2 separate regions of the Drosophila melanogaster genome follow, and region 1 is linked to region 2. Evidence: chromatin contacts called from public targeted proximity ligation data. All regions are on one chromosome and are shown on one strand. The core of a region is the stretch at or near the end of the contact, and the rest is flanking DNA. Distances in the headings are between cores, read along the strand shown.

Evidence for each region.
Region 1: a contact with region 2 is called in a targeted proximity ligation map of the Kc167 cell line, with 5 times the contacts expected there. A contact is called at or near these places in 4 of 107 Hi-C or Micro-C datasets (the ML-DmBG3-c2 cell line, the S2 cell line, embryo and 1 more) and 1 of 7 datasets of targeted methods (the Kc167 cell line).

What each region holds. Positions count from the first base shown.
Region 1 is chr3L:24,230,230-24,233,779 of dm6, reverse strand. All of the region lies in intron 5 of Snap25 (Synaptosomal-associated protein 25kDa), which reads right to left. Among named protein-coding and RNA genes, the nearest start is that of lncRNA:CR45159, 59 kb to the left of the region's middle.
Region 2 is chr3L:24,088,110-24,091,438 of dm6, reverse strand. All of the region lies in intron 2 of Snap25 (Synaptosomal-associated protein 25kDa), which reads right to left. Among named protein-coding and RNA genes, the nearest start is that of Snap25, 16 kb to the right of the region's middle.

The DNA.
Region 1 (3,550 bases), core at 975-3,474, 140 kb before region 2:
AACTTCGAAGTCAATTATCCAACCTAGTGATAATCCAAAGGCTCTAGTTCTTCCTTTATTGGAATTAATAAGAACGTTTAATAATACATAAAAACGTACTTTTGGTCTGAATTCTTATAAATAAAAATCACTAAATTTTGATCATCGGAAAGATCGATCTCCTGGCGCAGATGAGCAGAATTAAAAGCGTGGCATTTTCCAAGAACACTTTGAAAACATACAAATACATACTTTCGCTCGAATTTCCGAACGAAAAAAGAATTTATATAAGCTTTTTTGGTCAAATTTAACCCGACAATTTAAAAGCGCACCCTCAAAACTGTATTTATCTTAGGAAAAAATAATTAAATTAGGTAAAATTAAATAATATAGAAAAAAAATATTAAATCATAAAGGAAATTTAATTAAATAAAATTATACTTCCCAGGTAGATATTTATAGGAATTATTGCAAATAATTCAAATATTTGCTGATATAATTATTTAGAAAATTTCTCACAGTGTATATTAGCAGTTTGGTATCTTTTACACAGGTATAGGGTTAGGTCCCATTTATTTTTATATGTTTGCTTCAGCTGAGAGCGTAAGAAATCTAAAAGTAGAATTTGCTTGCTTGTGTGAGTTTTTTTTAGAGTTTAAATATTGAGATTCTACAACGCTACCAATCAAAAGTATTAAGACAAAATGTTAATGCTCCATTTTATATTTTATATGCAAGTATCCACAAATACTTAGGAATCCCTTATGTTAAAGTAGAAATAGCAAAACATATTAAAAAATATATAGACAGGCGAAGAACACATGAAAATAAATTAGCCTTGCCTTTGGTAAATAATAATAACGTCAGAAGACTTAAAAGATTTCACGCATAGAGTATTTAGTAGGGATTAATGAATAACTACTACTGATTATAAAATTTACTTATTGTCATACTTTTTTAAGACAGATTGTAAATAAAAAGAGAGAAAAAAAATCATTTATTATTATTCATTAGTCAGTTGGAATCGTTCAGTTCCTTCTGAACTTAACCTAATGTGTAACTTAAAAGATATTATGGATTCTGTTCCTTAATTATAGTGTACACATATGTACTTATCTTACGTGTAAGGAGTTAATGGGGATGTATTCTCTTCAAACGTCGGAAGGAAATAGGGTCGACAAGAAAATTCGCAAACGTGTTCGGGTGGGCGCTAAGTCTGCCGGCATATCGGCTACTGTGGAAGTTCATTTGGTCTCCCAATGGGACAACTTTTAAGACCCTTTCAATAACTCGGTTGCACACATACCAGGGTATCCCAGATGCATGTCGTGCGATTGTATTACTATTGAGCCTATTGAGCTGAGTCTTAGAGGCTGTTCCCCACACTTGGATGGTGTAGATCAGTGTTGGCCGTAAGATGGCTTTTATTAAGAGAGCCTTAGTTGCCATATGCTTTATCCAGCTTTTTCAGTTTTCAAGAGGATTCGGCTCTAACTGCCGTGATATGGGCTTTCCAACTCTGCGTCCGATCAAGGTGAACTCCGAGGTAGCAGTGGCATGAGACGTAGTCAATGGTATTTCCGTCGAAGAGAAGACCTAGGCAGGTTTGAGGTCGCAGGGTAAATGTGACACAGGCCGACTTTGCTATGTTTCATTTGGCAGTCCATCGCTCGGTTGCATGCAGCCATTCCTGAACTGCATTGGAAGCGAATTGCAAGAATGAGTGCGACGCAAGCATGGCGGTGTCATCAGCGTAGGTGGCCAGGTGTTGGCATGTCAGCAGTGTACAGGATATACAGGAAGGGTCCAAGCACACTTCCTGTGGAACCCTTGAAACCATGAATGTGTTCCATGCTTGACCGAGAGTCCCGTACTGCAACATCGAAGGTCCGATCACCAATGAAGGAGCTGAGGATGGCATAATAGGCTGCTGGGAGGAGATATTTTATTTTATATAGCAGACCTTCATGCCACCACCTTATCAAACGCTTGGTTCACTTCCAAAAATACGCCGACTCTGTAAAGCTTGTGCTCAAAGTCATGCGTGATAAGTGTGAGTAAAAACAATAGACGAGAACTTGTATATGTGTGGCACACATTGTGTTCGTAGTCATGCTAGAAGACGATTTTCGGGCCGAAATAAATTCTGACCCTACAAAAGAATTAACATATGTACATGTAAACAATGATAGTGATGGCAGCGCGATAGCACAGGTGGCAGCACTGCAGGAAACTATCGATAGGATCAGGAGAGCAGTTGGCTGGAATGATCGAAGAAGAAGGTGCAGATCGTGAAGATAGATGTTAAGGCAATGCAATGCCATTTTTACATTGCCAATTGATCACAAATAATATAGATTTAAAGTTTAAATACTTCTAAGATGGCATATTTTGTCAAATTTACAATGCATGAGCATACGTGTGCAAATTAAAATTCTTACTGTTTAATTATTTAAAATAACAATTTTTATTTTAATATGATTTTATTGGTGATAGACTTTTTCACTTATACTGTAACAAGACACTCTTTTTATTGATCATCTTTAATTTAAAACTGTTCACGATCTCCACCCGATTCAGAATGATCTTCAAAATCCTAATACTAATCCACTCAACCTCGGCCAGAAACTTTTCTTTAGGATTTTTTTGATCTTTCAAATATGTTTAGTATAAAAGCTTTATACTAGAATAATTTCACAGCTTTGTGAAAACTTTTCTGACTAGTGTTTTGTTTAAGTTTGGTTATATATCGTGTTGCTAGGTGCTGTTGACAAAAACATGGACAAAGGAAATGCTGCTGAGATTGGAGTTTGAATTGGGCAGAGTGCTATATTTATTTATGGTTTTGTTTGGTTACAAATTTAATATATCTGAATTTTATTATTAATGATGTAAAATAAAATTGACGTATCAATTTTTGCCAGTATAATTGTATTAATTATGTTTTGAAAGTTGAATGTTAACAATCGTAAACGATGTTTTCGTAAAGGCAATTCTTGATCAATAAAAATGTGTTTAAAATGATCGGAAAGTGATTTTATCTCGTTAAACAATTTGAAAGTAATAATAAATTGTTCGTTATTGTTTTCAGTCATTTATTTTTTATTATTATTTTGTATTTAAAAATCATTTATTTATTCTGTATTTTAATAAAATCATCGTGATCCAGAGTTTCAGCGAGTTCCATTTACAAACAGGACCTAATGAATTGTGAACTTTTATTTGTATCCTTTTTTATATATCCTGATTCTAGATCGATTATTTCTTTATAAAAAGTTAAATTAGTTACGTGAAATAAGTCGGCATATGATTCATAAGTAAGAACATCATTTTTGGCTTTGAACAGGAAAAATTCGTGATTGACGTAATCAATTATTTCTGAAGTGGCTATCATTAGGAATGGTGTTAAAAGTAATAAGTAATAAAATAATAATTTTCTGTAATTTTAAAAGAAATATAATATTTGTTAAAAATTAATGTTGTCTTTGTGAATAATTCTGTTTCTACTATTGATTATTATTTTGTTAAGTACGTTTTCCTTAACAACCTGCTTCTTATATCTTGTTTTTAG
Region 2 (3,329 bases), core at 244-2,743:
ATAAAAAGGAGTTCAATAGAATTTGATAATCTTTAAATCACCAATACATTTTATTCTTGAGTATGGATCATCTGTTTGGAGTCCACAATATGTAGCTTAGTCAAACCGGAATACGTAGTTCACTCGGTTCAAAAAAACATCGCTACGGCTTGCCTTGCGGCGCCTAAATTGGGACCCAAGCCTTATATTATCTCCTTATTCCAATAGACTAATGTTAATTTATTTACCTTCTATAGCTTTCCGTAAAAAAATGCTTGAAACAGTCCAATTTTGTAATCTTATTCGTGGTTTAGTTTATAGTATTTGGGGCTGTCAGAGTCACTAGAAACTATATACCCCTAATCTAAAATCATTCCTGATCTAACATGACTTTCATGACCCCTTCAGAATTTTGTTTTGACTAATAACTTATGTAGACTAATAAAAAATAAAAAAACAAGATCGAATGCTATGGTCCAGTTCGCCGACTATCAGATACTCGTTACTCAGCTATTGAAAATGCGAACGTGAAATTTCAAAATTTTTCTGGTGTATGGATAGATACTGGTGCATAAAATGAGACAACAATTTTAAAAATTGTTCAAAAGTGTAATACCTACAACTTTTTCAAAAGCTTGGGTGTGGCAGTTTTGTGCGGTTCTAGGGCATTAGAGTGGGCGTGGCAAAAAGTTTTTTGGCAAATCGATAGAAATTTACAAGATTATTTAAATTATGAAAAAATACTTAAAATTGTCCAACAGCGTGGGCGTGGCAGTTTTGTGCGGTTTTAGGGCGTTAGAGTTGGCGTGGCAAATCGATAGACATTTTCAAGTCTTATATAAAAAACCTCAAAACGCCTCCCCAGCTTCACAGCGAACGGTCGTTTCTGCTCTCCGAATTTACCTTTGTGTTTATTTTATATAATTAATTAAACTCCGTTTGCTACGCAAGTGAATATATTTTTTATATGTGGACTAGCTTATATGACATGACTCCAAGTGTAAAGTTATGTTTAAGTTAAGTTAAGTTTTTATTGGGTTGCTCTTTGGACAGAATAACATGGGTTGATGATCTTAGTGTTCTTCTGGGATGCAAGCCTTATATTACCTCCTAATTCCAGTAGACTTCTTTTATTTGATTAACCTTCCCAAACTATTATACTTTTTGACATTTTATTTCTTTCCTCGTTTCTGTGTTTTTTTCTATATCGCGCCTCCTCGGTCGGTTGGGCGGGAGGTGTGGCCATGGGACTCTCGCGCAAAAATGAAAAAAATAGGTCAAAAGGTCACTCGGAAGGCAACTATGCTATAGCTTTTCCTATATAATTTGTGGGGAAGCGATGAGGGACTTTAGAGACTATGGCTTTCGCCATAGCAAGCTATGCGCCAGGCATAAAATGAGTTTAACTCCGGCAATTTCCGTGCCTGCGTATCTAAGTACCACAGTCACAATAAATCGCAGCTTACTGCATCGATGACCTCAGATTCATTTAATCATGCGACAGAACCCTCTGCATTGCCTGGCCCTCCGTCATCTCTTATAGCGCACGATTTAGGCAAGAAAATGGTACTGTTAGCCCCTGATACCGTGTTAGTAAAAAACTGTTCCGGAACCTTTGTTCCTTGTCGTGCTTTACTTGACTAGAGCTCCCAGCTGCACTTGGTAACGTCCCGATTTCTAAACTTGCTTAAACTTAAGAAAATGAAATCATCCGCTTGTGTCACAGGAAAAGATTCTGTTGAAACTATCAGATAGCACTGTAATTTCTAACACATAACATGTATCGATAGTACATAAAGCAGTCAATAAAAGTATCGAATAAAGATCATTCAACCAAAGCGGACGTGTTTTTACTTAAGCGGGAATAAACTTCAATAGTTTCGAAACAGATGGTCTGCCAATCAACTTCGAATCTTCGAATACTTCACTTCCATCACTGCTGTTATTGCTTCCAATACAGCCAACTTTCACATCGACGTTTATAACTGAATCATACCCAAACACTTTAAGCTTGCGGAGATTGCAATCAGGCGTAGGTTTATTGATTGGCGCCAGTCTATTTTACGACCTGCTGTGCGTTGGTCAAGTCCATTTTCGGCCGGGATTGCCTCAAATTAAAAAGAGTCGTTTGGGCTGGGTTGTTTCCGGAGGCTGCAGTCGCTCGGTTGTTCCCAATGAGAGTACCAAACCAGATCGTTTTGAGGTGCTGCTTCGGCGGTTTTGGAAGGTGTGGGGTTGCGCGGAGCCCATTGTTCGTGCTACGAAGGAGGAGCTTCACAGAGAAGCTCACTTCGTTAAAAACTTTGCTCGCTTGCCGGCTGGAGAGTATTATGTTCGATTGCCACCCAGGCTTAGTTTAGATCTGTTCGGAAGTCCTACCAGGAAGCTCTGGAAAGATTCTTATCTCTTGATAGAAAACTAGAGGATCGTCTAGCAGTAAAGGCCCAATGAAAGGCTTTCATTGATGAGTACTTGCACCTGGGACATACAGTGCCGCTCAACTGAATAGGTTTGACTATTTGTTTAGGTTTGTAACTTAGTTGTATGCAATCCAATTTAAGCGAAATAAATTTGTATGTATGAATAGATCTTTTTTGGCTCAAAAAATTTTAAGGCACTGGATAGTTTAAATAATAAAAGGCCCTGTTTTAGCATTATTTAGTATTTGGTATGGCCACCCTTGTTTTTAATTACTTCAAACATACGGTTTGATAAGGAATCATAATATTTTTTAATTTAATTTAGTGAAATTGTTGCCCAGGCTTTTTTAATTGCTTCAACTAGGGTCCCAGTGTCACTAAATTGTCTTCCTCCTTCGTACACTCTCCTGGACAAAAGTCCCCAAATGTTTTCAATAATGTTAATGTCAGGGGAGTAAGGCGGCCACTCGAGCAAATTAACGTTTCGGTCTTTAATCCACTGTTTTATAATCCAAGCGTTGTCATGTTGGTACGTCCATTGAATATGACCATAAGTCTCAGAAAACTCTGGAAAAGCCTTTTGAAGCACAGTCTTATACACGTTTGCGCTCATTTTAGATTAATTTTTTCTTTTTAATTTTTAATCTCTTCAAGTATTTGGAACTTTCAATAATTCGTTTTACCGTGGCCACACTAGCATTTACACCGCATTTTTCCTTAATTATTCCAGCAGAAAGGTCAGAATTTGAGGCAGTTCGTAGAATAAGTCGCCTCTCTGATGGTGTTGTTGCATATTTTTTTCGTCTTTTCATTTTTTTTTTCATAGTCGGCTTCATTACGGAGAAAATTACTTACAACGTTTTGACTTCGGCCGATTTTCTGGGCTATTACACAGTGTTTTAAGCCAGATTCAATATAGCCTTTGATTTG